2 separate regions of the Mus musculus genome follow, and region 2 is linked to region 1. A link is a contact called in public HiCAR-type data. All regions are on one chromosome and are shown on one strand. Each heading gives the region's core, a stretch centred on a gene start, on an enhancer-like site or on the middle of the called end of the contact. The rest is flanking DNA. Distances are from core to core; before and after follow the strand shown. Region 1 overlaps Pigl (phosphatidylinositol glycan anchor biosynthesis, class L). Region 2 overlaps Mmgt2 (membrane magnesium transporter 2).

Region 1 (7,215 bases), core at 2,719-5,218:
CACGGGCACTTCTCTCACAACAGTCATACATGGGTTCTTCTCACACGTGGGCACTTCTCACACACATAGTCACTCAGGGGCTCTTCTCACACACACACACAATCATACATGGGCTCTTCTCACACACAGTCACACATGGGCACTTCTCACACACACACAGTCACACATGGGCACTTCTCACACACACAGTCACACATGGGCACTTCTCACACACACAGTCACACATGGGCACTTCTCACACACACAGTCACACATGGGCACTTCTCACACACACAGTCACACATGGGCACTTCTCACACACACAGTCACACATGGGCACTTCTCACACACACAGTCACACATGGGCACTTCTCACACACACAGTCACACATGGGCACTTCTCACACACACAGTCACACATGGGCACTTCTCACACACACAGTCACACATGGGCACTTCTCACACACACAGTCACACATGGGCACTTCTCACACACACAGTCACACATGGGCACTTCTCACACACACAGTCACACATGGGCACTTCTCACACACACAGTCACACATGGGCACTTCTCACACACACAGTCACACATGGGCACTTCTCACACACACAGTCACACATGGGCACTTCTCACACACACAGTCACACATGGGCACTTCTCACACACACAGTCACACATGGGCACTTCTCACACACACAGTCACACATGGGCACTTCTCACACACACAGTCACACATGGGCACTTCTCACACACACAGTCACACATGGGCACTTCTCACACACACAGTCACACATGGGCACTTCTCACACACACAGTCACACATGGGCACTTCTCACACACACAGTCACACATGGGCACTTCTCACACACACAGTCACACATGGGCACTTCTCACACACACAGTGGGAACATCAGGTAGGTGGATCACAGGGAAGGAAGGCATCTCAGCTGGACGCCTCAGATGCTATCTGAAAGAATCCCTAGCCTTTGGTTGGTGGGAACTAGGCAGCTGCTTCTATATTCCCAAGTGTTTACCCAACGGTCACAAAGATGCTAGGTCAGATACAGAAGTGGGGAGCAGACAGTTTGCAAGGTGTCTAAGGACACCCCAATATAACTTGGTTCTGGACATGCAGCCTTTCAACTTCTGTGTCGTTGCTAATCAGCGAATCGGCCTTGCAGAGGGCTCAGTGCAGGAACACAGTACAAAAGGACTCTTCAGAGACAGGCTCCACAGGCATGGGCAAAGCTCTGCTTGCTTACACCTGTGGCTATGGAAATACACTTCTTCCCCCAAACAAAGCAGGCTAAGAACACTATTTGTTCATTATCATGTAGATTTTTACATGTGGGTATACTGCTTTATGTAAACGTGGTTTTATCACTATCCATCCTATTAGAATAACTATTTGAGGTTATTTTTTTACTTTTTAAAGAAACTCATTATGTAGCTCTGGATGTCCTGGAACTCACTATGTTGACCAGGCTGGCCACAAACTTAGAGATATCCACAAGTCTCTGTCTTCTGAATGCTGGGATTAAAGGCATATACTACTACACCCAGCTTCCCATATTTTATTTATTTTGTACTGGTTCAATATTTCACTATCAGAATAATGTTTGTATTTTCTTTCCATTTCTTTCTTTTTCTTTTTAAAAAAAGTATATATGGGCTGGCGAGATGGCTCAGTGGTTAAGAGCGCCGACTGCTCTTCAGAAGGTCCTGAGTTCAAATCCCAGCAACCACATGGTGGCTCACAACCATCTGTAATGAGATCTGATGCCCTCTTCTGGAGTGTCTGAAGATAGCTACAGTGTACTTACATATAACAAATAAATCTTAAAAAAAAAAAAAAAGTATATATATAAAGGTGTGGGCCCAGCTCCTACTGTGAAAAGGCAGAGAACCAAGGTGTTTATTGGCTCCTTAAAGGGGGGACCCACAGGATCATCTCCACACACAGCAGAACCACCATGATGATAAGGTACAGCTTCTCTAGACTGTAAAGTTCTCATAAGGGGACACAAATAAAAACCCAAGGAATAGTTTGAAGCACCTGAAGACTGTGGGGGGAGGGGAGAGGGGTGTCTGGATGAACCTGTGCTAGGGTTTGGCTGTGTCCCCTGGAATTCATGTGTCTTCAGAGCCCCAGTGTTTAGGGTGAGGCCTTTTGGAAGTGACAGGGTTATTTGTTGTAGGCGTGGCTTTGTTCTAAAGGAACTCTTTGGCTCATGGGCTCTTTCTGACTGACTGCCTTTGCCTTTGAGATGCAGCGGGATGCCCCTCACCGCGGTCATGTAGAGGCTGCTATGCTCTTGGACTTCACAGGCTTCAGAACTGTGATCCAAGAAAACCGCAGCTCTGCAGATGCCCTGTGAGCGGTGTTTCAGCTACAGGAACAGAAGACTGACCAAAACAGCCTGGTCTGGAAACCATGTAAACATCACACCTGTGAACTAGTTCTATGGCACATTTACACACATTTGTGGTAAAGACAACTTCCCTAGGCTTTGCTGGATGTCTGGTGCAAACTCTGTTATCATGCAAACTATTGGTAAATTAGTGGGGTGGCTACTATTGTGTTGGTGTAGGCTTGGTTTTGGCAGGTTTTCCTCAGAAGAGGAAGCTGGGTTGGGGTGACCCATCCTTCATGTGGTCCCTGTTTGGCAGACGCTGCTTTGCTGGGGTTTCCCTGGGTCAGGCAGGTAAATCAGCCCAAAGCCTGGCCAGACGACTTCTTGCTCTGCTTCTCCCTCTTGTTCTGAGGGTCTGACCACTCTCCAAGGCTTCAGAGGAACCGCAGTGAGTTGATTCTCATGTATCTGGAGAAGAGGACGTAGAGGTATCGGAACCAGAGGAGCTGGCTGCGGTGGCAGGACATGGCTTTCTGGAAGAATCAGAGAACATGCTGGCACTCACTCTGGGCCTGTTATTTGCAGACCCTCCCTCTCACTGCCCCACTGGGAGCTCTACGCTTTCTTAGATGTATATGTATGTCAGTGCTTGAGTGCATGGGTATGTAGTAACCAAGGAGGCCAAAAGAGGGTGACAGACCCCCTGGAACTGGAGTTACAGATGGCTGTGGCACAGGAACTGAAACCAGATCTTCTATGGGAGCATCGAGTGCTCCTAACCACTGAGCCAGCTCTCCAGCCGCTTGTTTTCATTTCACTGATGATGGTGTATGTATTTTTTTTTTTTTTTTTGGTTTTTTGAGACAGGGTTTCTCTGTGTAGCCCTGGCTGTCCTGGCACTCACTTTGTAGACTAGGTTGGCCTCGAACTCAGAAATCCACCTGTCTCTGCCTCCCAAGTGCTGGGATTAAAGGCATGCGCCACCACGCCCGGTTTATACATTTTATAATCAGGAAAAAAAAAAAAAAGCCCAAGTCGTTGAAAAGCTAGTCAGCCAGGTGGAATAATCTAGCATGTGGCGCACTGTCGCAGGTAGCAGGGCTTTGAAGAGCCAAGGGACATGAGGCTGGGGTCACAGTACAGTATCAGGAGATTCATATCTTACCTTGGCCTGTGCCACTTCTTTGCTGGTGAGCACAAAGAGAACATCCTGGGGTGACAGCAGAGTCCAGGGCAGATCCAGGAGGAAGGCGTACTTCCGAAGCGCGTTCACAGACTGGAGCGTGAGCACGGAGCACCCTGGGCAAGGAGGGATGGCGGATGGGATCACTGTGCTGCTCTCAGCCAGGTGCTCCCCTGAGCACCCTCCCTCTCCTAGTGGCTCAAGGCAGGCAAGGCAGATGCTCTTCAGCTGCCAGGTGCTTTGTGGCTCTCACCAGCATTCTCTCACAGGGGAGGACTGCCAGGTGGCAGAAGTGCTCCACAGCTGTGAGTGTCCGTGCAAGAGCTTCCACTTGGGCTGCTAGAGGGCTGAGGAAAGGTGATAAACAGGAACTTCTAAATTGGGAAACTAAAGACTCATTCCAGCTGTGCTCTGACACCAGGTGCTGGGTGAGCTGGCTCTCACCTGTAATCACAGCACTTGGAAGCCAGCCTAGGCTTCAGAGTTAGACCCCATTGCCGGGTCTGGCATGGCCTTGGTGGTGGGGGAGTGAATTGGTTCCCGCCTCTGGATCAGGACCAACTGGCCTTCCAAAGCCTCATGGGCTGCTGTGGGCAAAAGGCTTGTTTGCATAATAATGTACATATGTTTGCATTCCTCTGTTCCGGCCTAGCAGTAAATGATAATGACTCCACGGGATTCCGAGACTGCACTAGTCCTGGAGGCATAGGTGTGGCTAGTGTCTCAGCAAAATGGTAAATGCTGGGACCTACAAGACAGCCCTTAAGGTTATGAAAAGAACTCTAAAACCATGAGTTTGAAAATATAAAATTTCTCAACTATGTAAAATATGACTATGTAATATAAATTGTGTAAGGAGCTTCATAGATCTAAAGGGACTGAGGCAGCTGCACTGTGAGCCAACTTGTCAGATACTTAGGAGGAAGATAAAGAGATTTAGAGCAGGCTAAGTTTTGTTGTTGTTGTGCTTACATAGATTCCTGAGTTCAAGGTCAGCGTGGGATAAGGAATTTAGGTCCAGGCTCTGCAGTGGTTGAAAAGGTAATTTCTGGGTGGGGTCCCACCCAACTAGTTTGTTGCCTTGTGTAACAGAGGCAGGCGGATCTCCGAATTCTTTTGCAACTTTAAAAAAAATGCGCTTGCTCTCCCATAACAAAGGGCTGGGATCACCGGATGCAGTTTGATAGGATAATCCAAAGGAAGCCAGGAGTAGAGTAAAGGACTAGATTGGTATGTAAAATAAAAGATCAGTGGGAATGAGCTATGCAGAGAAGTTTTTAGGTCAGAGAACTGCTTGGAGAATAGGCACAAGCAGAACACAGAGGTAACTGGCTAAAGATCTCCAGAGAAGGAAAAACAGAGAAAGCAGACTGAAAAGCTGTCTTGAGCAGAACATAGGCCACCAGCTCAGACCCATGCTTTGACCTGAGTCGTTTGTTTCCCCAGGTCCCAGTCAGGCCTTCTCTCAGAACCCCTCTCCAAGCCAAGGCTGGTCCTTGGCACCCCATCTCTGAAAATGTTTTGGCATGGAAAGTCTCTTAACTGCTCTGGAGTTTAGCTTCCTAGTTGATAAAGTGGTGTGGGCAGTGTAGGCCTGCCTGTCTCACGTGGTGGACAATGGTGGCCAGTGGTGCTCCTAAGGCCTCACTCAGTCTGTGGAGACAGCACTCAGCTCCCGCGGTTCACTTTCTGATCTCATGTCACCCCTGTGAGGGAGGCCAGCCCAGAACCTGCCATGCACACCTTACAACACTGCACAGTCTAGGGCCACCCTGAATATGTGTCCTTCAGTCCCCAGCGGTACTGTTCTAGGACTGCCACAAATACTTCAATTACTGATGACCAAGTTGACATAAAATGATGCAGTGTTTACACAGAACCTATCCGCATCCTCTTGTATACATGAATTCATCTCCGGGTTACTTATACTCTCTAATGTGAGGAAATGCTGTGGAAATAGTTGCTGTATTCCATTGTCTAGGACTAATAAGAAGAGAAGAATCTGCATGCTCAGTATAGGTGCCATTTTTTTCTTCTTGCATATTTAAATATGTTTTTGCGTGTGCGTGTGCCTGCATGAGTTTATGTGCACCACATTCGTGCACTGGATGTCTGAATGCCCTGGGACTGGTATTATAAGGTGTTGTAGTCTGCCTGATATGGGTCCTGGGAACTGAGCCCAGGTCCTTTGCAAGAGCGTGCTTTTAACTGGGGAGCCTGGTCTCCAGCATCCCCTTGAATAATTCTGCTCCCATGGTGTTAAGTCCATAGATAACATAGAAATTAATAGATATGGAGGGCTGACAATATTTGCAAATTTCCTTGGTAAGTTCCTTACAAGAGTAGTGACTGTTGTCTATTTGCAAAAAACCAGAAACCCAAACAACAAAAGCCTTCTTTACCTTTAGGCAGCTTCCCTCCTGAGTGCAGGGCCCTGGAGGATGGAGAGGAGGAACATTAGAGGGAGCACGAGACACCCACTCTGCTGTGTAAACAGGAGGGACCTTCAGAGCAAGGCCTGCAGGCCCATGGCCCAGCCAAGCACACGAGACTCCCGGAAGTTTCTATTGCATAAGTCAACATCTAAATCTACAGGACTCCACACTTCTGATTATGGCATTTCATTCCCACACAGCTTAATCCAGAAGTTGGTCTGTGGATTATGGAATAATCTGGCCTCAAGTTTTGCCCATTAGAGATGAGATAACTACCCTCGATGTTTTTTGTTTTTCTCTAAAAATCTATTAGTGTCCTAGTTAGCTTTCTGTTGCCATGATAAAGACCAAGACCAAAAACAACTTTGGGAGGAGGAGAGGGTTTATATCATCTTAAAACTCCCAGATCACAGTCCATCAGGAGGGAAGTTAGGGCAGGAACTTACACTGGAACTTCGAGGTAGGAACTGAAGCAGAGGCCGCTCACTGGCTTGCTACTTTTGGCTTGCTCAGCCTGCTCTCTTATACACTGACGTCCACCTGTCCAGAGGACATCACCCACAGTTGGCAGGGCCCTTCCACATCAATCATCAAACAAGAAAATGACCCACAGACTTGCCTACAGGTCATTTTGATGGAGGCTTTTTCTTGATTGACATTCCCTCTTCCCAAATGACTCCAGCTTGTGTCAAACTGACAAAAAGCCACAAGTACAAGTGAAAGAATAGTAAACTCAGTGCTCCAAGGTATGCTAATCATAAAACAGATAGCGACATTCCTCCACCCACCTACTTCCTGCGTTCAAAGAGTATTCATTCAAAGAAAGTCACCCTGACCCACCCTGACCATTGCGGGAACCCGCTATGCAAAGGTGCTACTGTTAGGGGCTCTTAGAAACTGTCTTGAGAGTTAACAGTTACCATTCCTTGTGACACTTGTGACTTTGTACTTCCTTGTGACTCTTAACTGGTATTTTTGGTATTTTCCAACAACGCCCTCCCCACCTCCTTGAGTTGTGGTTTCTTCCTTTAAATACCCCCTTACTCAGCTACTCGGGGCGCCACGGTCCTCTACCCCTGCGTGGTGTATGACCGTGGGCCCGAGAGCGCTCTTGAATAAAAATCCTCTTGCAGGTTGCAGCAAGACCGTTTCTCGTTGGTGATTTTGGGGTGTCGCCTCTCCTGAGTCAGAACGTGAGGGAGTCCTCACGTTGTGGGTCTTTCACAAGCAGAGATGGAACTAGCTAAGTCCTACTCAAGG
Region 2 (7,215 bases), core at 3,325-5,824, 150 kb before region 1:
AAAAAGAGAAGTGGGCATACAATCAGCCCACAGCAAGCAGCACGTGGAACTGGCGACAGGGGTAGCTAGCTTGGAAGGGGCAAGGCTCTTCCACCTCTTATGTGCACTATTCTGGGAATGCTGGCCTTTCTCTACTTCAGTTAGGCCTCTTCACCCAGCATGGAAAATCATCGCCATCTCCGAGCTTATAGCTCACAGCGGCCTCCAGATCATCAGTCTGAGAGCCCAGGAGGAACCTGTGGTGAGAGTCGGAATGAAGAATCAAATCAGACATTGTGAAAACCTTCCAGTTCCTTCAAGACTGTAATCAGTGCACAGACTCAGGAGAGCCCACATGCAAGTTTAGTCTCACAGGCTCAGAATGTAAGAAGAGTTCATGTCTGGGTTTAGGGGACAGAGCCAAAGAAAGATCGAAAGTTCAAGCATGCAAAAGCATGTCTTCCTTACTGAGGCCTTTTTGTTCTATCCAGCCCCTGGATGGCCGGGGTAAGGGCCACCTGCAGTATCTGCTTTACCTGGGCCAAGATTCAAATGTTTACCTCACCCAAAAACAAATCCACAGTTAATCAGCGTTCTACAGCTGTGACTGGGTACCTGGCATAAATATCTCTTATTTATTTATTTATTTATAGAGCTTTTTTTTTTTTAATTAAGTCTGAAATATCAGTAAAAATACTGATGTGTTGGGGGTGTTTCACATCCCAAATCCCGGTACTTAATTCTGCGTCTGTCCTGTTACTTAACTCGTTAAAAAGCTGAATGGTGCGGTGATTTGAGCTTTCAAAACTTCAACGGTAAGTCAGAAGATGACGCGCTGAGGTTTGAAGAATGGGTTGAATCCGGACGCTGGAACAGTCGGTAGCCAGAACGGTGAAACACGTAAAAAGACGGGCGATTCCTTAAGGTGTCAAATGTCATATCCTTTAGTTCCGAAGTGGCATCCCTGTCTCTAAAGTCCCCTGCAGTATGAACCACGCCGTAACAGGTAAGCGCAAAGGCCAAAAGGGTCTGGAGAACTATATCCGCCGGCAGCGGCTCATACTTCTTTTCTGTCAGTCGCGCATGAGAGCGATGCTGAGCAGCTGAGAAGGCCGCGTGGGTGAGGGCGAAGAGACCGACGCCCATCAGCACCTTCCACAGCCACGCCACCATGGTTCCGAAGGAATCGCTGCCCCAGAGCTAGCCTTCCACACTGGGATAAATATGCTAAGGAAATGAAAGACTTGTCTTGGTTCAGTCTCGTCTGGCCTCGTCACTTTGGACCTGTAGCAGCGCAGTACATCAAGGTGGGATCACTTAGCTCACGGCCACTGGGAAGCAGAGAGAGAGAGAGAGAGGATCAGGCCAAACCCCAACGACTTAACTTACCCACTAGTCCCTCCTCTTCTCCTCCTCATGTGTATTACAGACAGCGTCTCACTGTGTAGCCCAGGTTGACCTCACACTTGCGGCAATCCTCTTGCCCCAGCTTCCTAGGTGTTGAGATTACAGATATCACACCACTACATCTTGCTGGTCCTATCTTGGCTGCAACCAAACCTTGAACACATGAGTCTTGGAGGAAATACTGCAGCCAGAACAATGTTTAGCCGTATATCTGCATATCCTGTGGCTCAATCAAGTTGACCAACTTGATGATGTAACTGCATCACACACAGAGCAGGGACAGCCACTCAGTGGCTTGGAATCGACCCTAGGCTAACCTCGGTTACAAGGGTAACTGAGATAATGTTCCTTTTTCTTTTCTTTTTTCCTTTCTTTGTTTTTTGTTTTGTTTTGTTTTTTGTTTTTGTTTTTGTTTTTGAGACAGAGACAGGGTTTCTCTGTGTAGCCCTGGCTGTTTTGAAACTCACTCTGTAGACCAGGCTGGCCTGGACATCAGAGATCTGTCTGTCTGTCTCTGCCTCCTGAGCACTGGGATTAAAAGGTGTGCTCTTCCTATTCAGAGTTCTCTCTGCTTACTGAGGCTCCTTGTGTCAAGACAAGTCAGAGGGAATGTACATATTTATTTATAGGTTTGGGAGCAACTTAGTCACTAAAATGAGATACACTCTTTTGGTATCTGTTGACACAAACAGGAAAGCTCACGCCTCTAATCCCAGCACCTGTGGTTAATTCCTAGCATCTCTGGTAGCTTACAACTCTAGTTCCAGGGAATCCAACACCTTCTTCTGGCCTCTGAGGGCATCAGGCACGCATGTGATGCACAGGCATACATGCACGAAAACTACAATAAAACCTGCCTCAACCAAGGAAGGAGAAGGAGCTCCCAAAAGCTGTCCTCTGACCTCCACATGCATGCTGTGTGGCACACACACACAGTAATAACAAAAACTACAACTTTTTAAAATGCCACCTATATTTCCAGTGGATGGGCAGCTCTCCCTACGGTGACTCAAGGATCCAGGCTGCAACTCTGGCTCTCCCATAGATCCTAGTAGTCATCTCCATGCTGCCAGCAGAAAGGGAAAGAGAATCCTTGGGGGGGGGGGGCGGGGTGGGGCGGGGGGGCGGGGTGGGGGGGCGTGGCACACTTCATTCTTGATTATGTACCACTGGTGAGAACCAGCCACAGAGTCATGCTGCAAAGGAGGCCAGGGTACACACTGGTCAGGAACTATAATTCCCAATGCTTAGAACAGCAGATTAATGGGGTGGACAGCCAGGTTGACTTTCTGAGAGAACTGGGTGGCAGGCATTTGGGTGCTCATATTCTAGTTCTGTGTCAGACTTTTTATTTATTCCTTTGTTTTGCCTATATGTACGTATGTGAACCTCTAGCATGCCTGGCACCCAAAGGAGGCAGAAGATGGTGTCAGATATCCTGGAACTAGAGTGGCGGTTGGCCTTCAGCCACTATGTGGGTACTGGGAACTGAACCTGGGTCCTTTGAAAGAGGAACACATGCTCTTGACTGTGTAGCCAACTCTCCAGCTCCCCTATCAAGGGTCTTTACGTTGTGACACCACTGACATGCTAGACTACTTAATTCCTCTTTAGAGAGAAGACTGTGCAGTGCACAGTAGGGTGCTTAACACCACCTCTGGCTCCTACCCATCTGATGCCAGTAGTTCCCCAGCCCCAGTCCTGACAGTAAAAAATGTCTCTCCAGCTGGGCATGGTGGCGCACACCTTTAATCCCAGCACTTGGGAGGCAGAGGCAGGTGAATTTCTGTTGAGTTCATGGCCAGCCTGGCTTACAATAATAACACACATAAATAAATAAATGTAACAAACTGTTTTATTATCTCTTAGCACTGGAAAATGTAGCCAGAGTTACAGAAGGTTGTGAGCCATATGTGGATTCCAGAATTAGACCAGGGATCTTGGCGACCACACCTGGGGCTCTAACAACTGAACCATCTCTCCAGTCCCACAGCTGGAGTTTTACAACCTCATGTGAATTGTTCTGACAAACAGGCCTGAAAACTCCAGGTTTATGACTTTTTATCACTTGCTGTTTAGTTTGAAAATAGTGTGCAAACCATGTTGGCTATTCTTGGTTGTCAACCTGACTATATCTGGAATGAACTACAATCCACAGAGGGCACACTTTTGATCTGGATCTTGAAGCAGGAAGACAACACAAGATCTTAATCTGGATGGACACACATCTTTAATCCAGATCTGGAGGACAACAGAAGATGGGAGCGTTCCTTCTTCACCTGCTTGCACTTATTGCCAGCACGTCTATTGGAGCCTAATTCTTCAGGGTTCCAGCTTAGACAGAAGACCAGCTGAAACACCAAGCCTTGTAGGACCGAACTACTACTACATTCTTGGACTTCCCACTCACAGCTGGCCATTGTTGGGTTAGTTGGTCTGCAGCCTTTAAGTTGTTCCAATTAATTCCAGATAGATAGATAGATAGATAGATAGATAGATAGATAGATAGATAGATAGATAGATTCATTCAATAAGTTCTGTAACTCTAGAGAACCTTAATACAGAAACCTTGGGCACAAAAGTCACCCTCAAGTAAGAACAATTGTTCTACATAAGAAAGAAACAGTCAGGGGCTGGAGAGATGGCTCAGCGGGTAAAAGCACTGACTGCTCTTCCAAAGGTTATGAGTTCAAATCCCAGCAACCACATGGTGGCTCACAACCATCCTTAATAAGATCTGACACCCTCTTTTGGTGTGTCTGAAGACAGCTACAGTGTACTTAGATATAATAATAAATCTTTAAAAAAAAAAAAAGAAAGAAACAGCCTGTCAGCTGGATATTGAATGTAATGAAATAGCACCTTCAACCTCTTTATCACTTGCAAAGCTCCGAGGATTGCTGTTCCGTTTTGCTCACAAAATTACTGACAGAGTAGCAGAGGCGCTGGCTTGAAGACCCAGAGAGAACCGCATGACGTGTCCTCAAGTTCTCAGCTGAGCTGTTACCAGACTAGGAGAATAATCTCCAGAGATGCCGCACTCACTGCTTGGCAAAGCCAGGACAACTCGAAAAGAAACACTCTAGCGTCCTTTGCAATTTAGTGGGACCATGTGACAATTACAGAAGTGACCTGAAGTGATGTGTACTACTCCTCGCTAAGGCTTCTAATTGTTCTCTTCCTTTGTGACTGGAACTAAGACTCTTTTGTTGCTTATTTTGTTTTGTTTTACCACGCTGGCTTGTCTGTAAAGAATAGTCTTTCTGGGCTGTTACATGTCCCCTGAAATTTCTATGCAGAAACAAGATTTTTATTATTATTATTTGCGTAATGTAAGACAATATTTTTGAACATCTAAGCAATTCTTGTTCTTTCCGAGGGTGATGAAACAGGCTCTTAGGAAGGATGTTATTTCCAGGAAATGGACTGTAATGATTCCTTTGTGTCTGTTAAAAACAGGAAGTAGTAACAGCCAGGCAAGCCTTGGGATGCCAATAGTTTGCTTTATCTCCTAAACACCTGCCAGCAGGGTGTTACTTTGCTAAACAGCTTTCCTGGCTGTTGTGGATGGGGGATTCCTTTGCACTCCACGGAAAGCTCTGAGCTGAGTGTCTGGGCTTAGCTTGTCGTCCCCATGAACTCTAGATTTGCAGACTGCTACAGATTGAAGTATTAGATTCTATATTCATAAGAACATACAAGGCTCTAGAAACTCAGTAAAGGTGGTTATTGGAAAATAACTTGATTGCGATGTGTGATCAATCAATAAGGATTCATTTGAAACACAACTGGGAAGAAAGAACATAGCTGCTGGAGTTTCCGAGCGATGAGGATTCTCATGTAAAGTCTAAGTATTCCAGCTGAGCAGCGCAATCTGGACCCGAATAAGCAAGTTTAAAAAGATTTTTGTTTTTAATTATGTATCTGTATGTGTATCATGTATAGTGCCTGCAGAGGAGGGCATCTAGTTCCCCAGGCACTGGAGTTACAGATGGGTGCTGGGAACCAAACGGGGAGCTCTGCAAGAGAACCAAGCTCTAAACTGTTGAGCCTTCTCTCCAGCCCCACAGCTGATTTTTCACAACCCCATGTGTGTAACTCTCTACAAACAGGCCCGAGAACACCAACCTTGATTCCTTTCTTTCACTTGCTAGTTAGTTTAACAAAATAGAATAACTGGTGGTGTCTATCATTCAGTGAAAGTCCAGGACACTGTCCAAATACCTTTCCAGGCCCCGTGCTCTCTGCTGGCTGGCTGGGGCCTCCTCAATCACCAAAGAATCAAGTGTGGAGATGGAGTATACCAGGAAGTGCTTGAACCAGACACTGATGAAACCTGTCCCTCCTCAGCCAGCAAAATGTAGTGAGAATATTGTTATGTTTCAGGCTTCCGGTTATATATCAGCTTTACACTGACGTTCCCAGGCCACCTAGGGAGAAGGAGAACTGGCTATTCATCCCATACCACCAGTAGAACTGTGTCGCTCTGAACATTTTATATAACCTGCCTGCATATACTGCTATAGTCTCTTCCAGTCCACAAATCCCACTCTCATTGAAAAGCCTCATGCCCGACATAAGACGGCTCATTCAATGCTCAGTGTACAAAAAAGATCTGAAAGGGCTGGAGAGATGGCTCAGTGGTTAAGAGCATTGGCTGCTCTTCCAGAGGTCCTCAGTTCAATTCCCAGCAAACACATGGTGGCTCACAACCATCTGTAATGGGATCCGATGATGCCCTCTTCTGGTGTGTCTGAAGACAGCTACAGTGTACGCATATAAATAAATAAATAAAAATAATAAATACATCTTTTTCTAAAAAAGGATTTTTAAAAAGTTTATTTCACATGAAGCTGTTGTCGTGTGACTGTTTTTTTTTTCTTTTTGTGGGGATGAAGCACACCAGGACACAGGATCTACGAATGCTGCCATCTTTAAGCATTTGCACGGTTGTTTCACAGTGCTCTGCATCCTCTACCCATCAGTCTCTGAGGCTCTTTTCATCTTTGCAAAACCAACATTCTGTACTACACAATCCACACCCCTCTCTTTCTGTGCGACTCTTTGAGTGTGACTGCCCTAGGCATGCCCGTTTGTGAAGTCGAGCAATATTTGTTATTTTGTGATGGTTTATTTTACACAGTTCACCCATACCATACTACGAATTAGAATTCCCTCTCTTTTTATGGCCAAATGTAACTCCCTGAATGACTACATGACATTTTTATGTAGCTGTTTGTCAGCAGGCCTAGGTTAGCTCCACCTTCTGGCTGTTCTGAATAAGTTATGAGGGTTTTTGTTGTTGCTGTTGCTATTTGTTCTGTTTTTGTGCTGTTGTTTGGAAACAGCATCTCACTATGTACTCCTGGCTGACCTGGAACTCACTACATAAACCAGGCTGGTCTCAAACTCAGTGATTCATCTGCCTCTGCCTCCCAAGTGCTGTGACCAAAAATGAATGCAAAAACTCAACAGAAATACAGAGATACAGATACTTAACAGAAAAGGAAATAAGCAGGTATATCAAGAGGTACACTGGGTGGCTGTCTTAGTCAGCGCATGCCCCCATAACAAGCCCACAGGGTGGGTGCTCAAGGAACTGGATTGACCCCCCCCCCCACAGTTCTGAAGGATGAAACTAAAGGGTACCACGTGAAATTCTAGTAAGGATGCTCTTCCCAGCTTCCTCCTTCCTGTGTTCGAAATGGCCTTTCCTTAGGGACATTAGGGGACACAGCAAGCTCTTCGGTCTCAAGAGCTCAACCCTCTAGACTTCATCTAAACACTAATTACATTCCAAAGGCCAGCCAGTCTCTAAATAGCATCGCA

The links. HiCAR-type assays count read pairs that join an accessible place to other places.
Region 2: a HiCAR-type map of embryonic stem cells shows a contact between it and region 1, with 3 times the contacts expected there. The contact joins two enhancer-like sites. A contact is called at or near these places in 7 of 39 promoter capture datasets (the HPC-7 cell line, cranial neural crest, embryonic stem cells and 4 more), 4 of 484 Hi-C or Micro-C datasets (the G1E-ER4 cell line, embryonic stem cells and liver), 3 of 115 datasets of contacts at active chromatin or transcription factors (all in embryonic stem cells) and 2 of 9 other capture datasets (adipose tissue and pancreatic islet).

What each region holds. Positions count from the first base shown.
Region 1 is chr11:62,508,559-62,515,773 of GRCm38.p6, reverse strand. Pigl (phosphatidylinositol glycan anchor biosynthesis, class L) reads right to left here. Exons shown (of 7, transcript NM_001039536.4): 5 at 5,923-5,954; 6 at 3,503-3,636; 7 at 1-2,870. The coding sequence ends at 2,772. Among named protein-coding and RNA genes, the nearest start is that of Cenpv, 27 kb to the left of the region's middle. Within about 2 kb of position 3,968, at least 40 of the 459 cell types and tissues checked have an H3K27ac peak or open chromatin away from gene starts, as enhancers often do. A contact at or near this core is called in embryonic stem cells, where this site is marked.
Region 2 is chr11:62,658,765-62,665,979 of GRCm38.p6, reverse strand. Mmgt2 (membrane magnesium transporter 2) reads right to left here. Exons shown (of 2, transcript NM_175002.2): 2 at 1-1,310. The coding sequence starts at 1,152. The coding sequence ends at 781. Among named protein-coding and RNA genes, the nearest start is that of Mmgt2, 14 kb to the right of the region's middle. Within about 2 kb of position 4,574, at least 9 of the 459 cell types and tissues checked have an H3K27ac peak or open chromatin away from gene starts, as enhancers often do. A contact at or near this core is called in embryonic stem cells, where this site is marked.